Linked DNA regions of Canis lupus: region 2 is linked to region 1. The links are chromatin contacts, called in public Hi-C maps. All regions are on one chromosome and are shown on one strand. The core of a region is the stretch at or near the end of the contact, and the rest is flanking DNA. Distances in the headings are between cores, read along the strand shown.

Region 1 (2,550 bases), core at 37-2,536:
TCTGTTGAGGGACACAGGTTGCTTTCATACTTGGCTGTCATGGATAATACGGAGGTAGTGGTGCCGAAAGCACCCCGGGCTAGACGCGGTTGCCGTGGAAGCCTCTATCCCTTCTTACTCGGGAGGCCTCTCCCCCGGGCGTCCTGCGCGCGGCTCGGAGCCCACGCGGCGCCCGGGGCCGGGGAGGGGGAGGGACGGCGGGCGTGCAAGGCCCTGTCCCCGCGGGGCACCGCGAGCTGCTCCGAGCCCCAGATCCGACTGCTCGCTTTTGCTGACCCGGGGACACCTTCTTGTCCTGCTCACCCTTGCGTGAGGGGCACCGCGCCCGGGGCCCGAGGTGCCTCCTGTCACCCTACAGCGTCCCGCCTGGGACGGGCTGCGCTTCCGCCCGTGCAGGTAGGAGCCGGGCTCGGCACGGGCCTCGGTGCGGGTGTCCGCACGCCCTCGGGCTCTGCCAACGAGCGGGAGCCGCGCCTCGGCTAATGAGACGCAGCAGACCCTCCGTGCTCCTAGATGCCGGTCAGTGTGTGCACGCGCGGCTCGCGGGAGCCCCCGGGGGGCGCTCGGAGGAAGGGCCCCTCAGTCCTGCGCGCCCTGGAGGTCCGCGCCCGTCCCCCGTCCCTGAAGGGAGCCGCGGCCGACCTTCCGCGCCCTACGCTCGCCCCCTAGGGCACGGGGGGCGTCGCTGCCATTCCCCGGTCGACAGGGAAAGGCCCCGGGGCGCTTGCAGCAGGTGAGGGCGAGCCCAGGCCTGTTTCTCCCAAGTGAAAGTAGACTTTGCTCCCAGGGTGACGGGGCCGGAGGGGGCGTGGGCGTGGGCGTGGGGGTGGGGGTGGGGACGAACATTCACACCATCCTCCCTGTAGCCATGAGCCCAGGGGTGCCCTCTGCTCCCCAGATGCACGCAGACCCGTTCGCCAGCCTGGAGCAGGCCTGCTGCCTGGAGAAGCCCGCCTGCACGTCCAGAGCCGTCCCACGCCGTCCCTTTACTTCAGGGGTCGGTGAGGAACTTGCTCCACTCTCCGCTGACGGCCTTCTCGGCGAAGAGGGCCGCGAAGAACAGATGCTCGGGACGTTTCTCATCCTTACTTCAGTTCTTTGGTTACTGCACACCGGCGTACGGATCTTTGCCAAATGGACCTCAGCATTCGGTCGACCGCGGACGTTCCGCATGAAATCCGGGTCTACGCTCCCGAACAGTCCGGTGTGGACCACGCGGAGGACCACCGTGTGCCGCGCGGGCGGGCGTGCGCGGAGCGCCTCAGGCCCACTGTCGGGATCGCATTTTTCGGTTTGTGGTGCCCTCAGGCGGACAGAACCAGAATCGCAGGCCACCTCGCCAAAAGGGAAGGAAGACGTGTCCTTTCCCACGGAGAGCATTCTTTAATTACAAAATAGTGTTTCTCTGTAGCTCTATAGCTGTGAAAACCCCAGGGTGATGTCTGGTGACACCCGGCAAGCTGATTCCAAGCTTTATAGGACAGTGGAAGGGATCAAAAATAGCAAAGTCCCTTCAAAGATTAAGCAAAGGTGGAAGGCCTTTCTCCACCAGCTGTCAGGGACTTGTAGTGAAGCTGCCGAGGGTAAGCAAACAGAGCCCTCTCAGGGATAGACTGATCAGATGCAAGAAGTACGGTGTCTGGAAGTGGGCCCACAGTATATGGGACTTTGATATATGACCAAAGAGTCATGACGTCCGTGAGCAAAGCAGGGGACCGTTCAGTAAAGAGAACTAGAATCCGGTGGCTTTTCCATAGCAAAACGAAGCAAAATCCCTCTCTCACACTGGATGACTTTTCCAGGGCTGCCGGAGCAAAATTCCACAGATTAGGGGCTCCAATGACAGAAATTTTTCTCACAGTTCTGGAGTCCGGAAGTCGAAGCTCAAGGTGTGGGCAGGCTTGGTTTCTCCTGAGACCTGTCTCCTGTGTCCTGACGTCCCAAGTACAGTCGTGTTCTGAGGGTTAGAGCTTCAATACATGGAGGTCAAGGAGACAGTTTAACCCATAAATATACCATATACAAAAAAATCTACTCCAGATGGTATAAAGACGTAAATTCAAGAACAAAACAAAATGTTAGTTGAAATTTTAAGCAACCAAGTTTCTGAGCACAGGACAGGGAAAGATTGTTTTACTGAAATATTTAATTGGTTAGAAATTTAAATCTAACATTGAAGTCTTTGAAAAGTAACTTAATGAATATAAAAAAATAATTTTAGTATTTAAATCTAAACATTACAGGACTCTTGGGTGGCTCAGTGGTTGTGCGTCTGCCTTTGGCTCAGGGTGTGATCCCAGGGTTCTAGGATTAAATCCCACGTCGGGCTCCCCACATGGAGCCTGCTTCTCTACCTGTGTCTCTGCCTCTCTCTCTCTGTGTCTGTCATGAATAAATAAATAAAATCTTTAAAAAATTTTTTTAATTAAAAAAATAAACGTTAAACATGTTAAATATCTTTTATCTTTACTTATATCCACTAAGCAAGATTTTCAAAATCATTCATAATCAGGAAAATGCAAATTACGACTTCAATGTTATGTTCATTTT
Region 2 (2,550 bases), core at 30-2,529, 240 kb before region 1:
GGCCATTTCCAAGAAAACCCGAACTGGATTCAGCCTCGCATCAAAGCCCTGAAGAACTGTATTTCCTCTTTGTTTTCTGTCGGTCGTCCAGAACGAACACTATTCCAAGCTGTTCCACTGATTATGCAGCTTCCTTGCCAATATCATTTCTGGGTTATAGACAGTGACTTCTTTCCACTCTGGTTGAGAAAATGATTTGAATAATCCATTAGCAGGAGAGAATACCTAACAGCCTGCTATACTGCACACATCTTATCAATGAGTCATCCATAAGGTAAGAGAGAGGGTGGTTCATTAATTAAACATCCTACTCACCTCAGGGCAGAGCATATTAATAATTACCATCTTTATGCTCCAATAATGTTATTCTGTGTTGAGGTGAATGATTAAATTACATAGAAACAACCCAGCAAAGATAATTATAATTATCATTATGAAATGGATAGCGGCATCCTCGTCCATACATTATACTTCTCTAAATAGATGTGCCTAAATTTATTTTCACGGAATGTGATTTTAAGGTAGGAGACCATTTTGCATGTGCTTCAGCTACTGTTTTCATTAACACCCTTCAGAGCTTCACATTTTATCAGAAGTAATCTGATCGAGATACTGCATATTGCTAATATTCCTTGGTGGGGAATATTGAATGTAAATCCACATCTTGAAGAATCTTACAGATGGTTAGATTTCTTTTAAAGAAACACGCATAAACGATCTCGCTTCTCAGCAGAAGTTATATAGGAGGATACAGCTGAATAGCAGGTTCGTAAAAGCAGAAAGAAATAAAAGGTCCAAATCTAATAAAATTATGCACTGAAAGATCAACTCAGGATTTCAGAAACTTCCTCGGGTCAAGTCAAACTCCGAAAATGCTTTTTCTCTTTTGTTAAAGGTCTGGTTGCCTGGGGTCTCTCTCTGTTTTCAAGCAGATGTAGTTTCCCGACACAGTCGCTTCCAGAGAAGACAGGACGTGAGGAAAAGAAGAGCACCCCCTCAGCACCCCTTCCCCGGTCTGTGCTAGCAGGGAAGTAGCAGGGTGCATGTTCCGTAACATCTGAACGCTGGTGACTGCACAGAGATGCGTTACGTCTCTAACCCTGACCTCCTTCCTGAACCATATGCTCGCGTCTGCCGGCCTGTCGTCATCTCTGCGTAGATGTCCAGTAGAACTTGCAGATGTGAGCTACTCCGAGATACACCTGCTGCCTCAACCCTCTCCCTGATGCCCACTGCCCACCAACCCTGCCCTGTCTTCCCCACCAGCGACCGCTGCCATCAGCGATGCAGGAGCCATCGGTGGTTCTTCTGGCCCTCCTGTCATCCTCAAGCCCCGCCTGGCTTCCTGGCAGTACTTACTGGGGAATCTGGGCACTCCCTGGGGTCCTCTCCAGGGCCCGCTGCCTTGGTCTCCGTGGACATCTCCGGTCACAGCCTCTTAATGGGGCCCGGGTTGCCTTTCTTGGATCCCCACGGTGCCATCTCAGTACAGCGCAGACGGACCTTCCCCAAAGGCAGGTTAGGAGGACGCTACCTGGGCTCTCCTTCACCACAGAGGGCCCAGCCTCAGGGACCCTGGGGCCCAGCTCCTGCTCCATCCCACTCCCCACCCTCAGTCGCTCCCAGCGCCCCAGCCACCTGGCCTTGCCCTCGGCTCCTGGCCGCCTTCTTCTTGCCACTCACACCCCTGCCCAACTGCCCCTCCAGGACACCTGCTCCAGAAGCCCCCGGCTGTGTCCCTGCATGCAGCTCTGGTTTCTTCATAGTGCACCTCACCACCTGCCTGCCCTAGACAGGTGATACCTACTGGTTATTGGTCTCGTACCTGCATCTCTCTATCTGTCATCCACCTGCCCCGCCAGCCCTGTCCGTGGCCGGCACATCGTGGGCCCTCGAGAGCTTTCTGTTAAGTGAATGACCAACCTATCCTGCCCTATGGACCAAATGCACGCATGAAATCAGGTTCCCACGAGGGAGATTGCAAGCTTTTCCCTGTGTGGCCATTGTGATCCTTACACAAGAAGTAGTACTGGCTTCAAGCATCTTCCTATTTGGCCTGGAGCACCGAGGCCACAGGAGGGGCCACCCGGGGTGACTGTCGCTGGGACATCCAGGCACAGATGTCCTGGGTGTCCCAGCGGCTCCAGGGTCAGGCCCCTCCCTCCGTGCTGCCCTCTCCCTCACCTGGAGGCCTTGCGCTAGCTGGCTGCTCGAATCTTCTGTCCCAGAGCCTGGCTCCTTCGCACCATCCACAGCTTACCTTCAGCGGCAGGTCCTCAAGGAATCCATCCCAGGCCACCGATCTAAAGCAGCTTCCTGGTCACATCATGACAACTGAGTTTTCTTCAAACCCCCATCGCTAGTCTATTTTCTCTCCTTACCACCAGGCTCTAAGTTTTGGTGTCTCTCTTGTTCCCTCCTGGATCCCCAGGCCCTGGAACAATGCCTGGCATAGAGTGGGCGACAAGTAAATATTTGGTCAATACGAATACGACCCTTGCCTAGCTTGATGCCTTGAATCCACTGAGCCCCTAAGAAGCATTAGTTGAA

What was found. A called contact is a pair of places that touch in the nucleus more often than the background predicts.
Region 2: a contact with region 1 is called in a Hi-C map of blood, with 10 times the contacts expected there. The contact joins the enhancer-like site here to the promoter of GAPT in region 1. A contact is called at or near these places in 7 of 9 Hi-C or Micro-C datasets (amygdala, blood, liver and 1 more).

What each region holds. Positions count from the first base shown.
Region 1 is chr2:44,562,245-44,564,794 of UU_Cfam_GSD_1.0, reverse strand. GAPT (protein GAPT) reads right to left here and starts at 1,286. Exons shown (of 3, transcript XM_038530646.1): 1 at 1-1,286.
Region 2 is chr2:44,799,455-44,802,004 of UU_Cfam_GSD_1.0, reverse strand. The region is part of intron 3 of RAB3C (ras-related protein Rab-3C); the gene reads right to left. Among named protein-coding and RNA genes, the nearest start is that of RAB3C, 160 kb to the right of the region's middle. Within about 2 kb of position 1,279, at least 3 of the 20 cell types and tissues checked have an H3K27ac peak or open chromatin away from gene starts, as enhancers often do.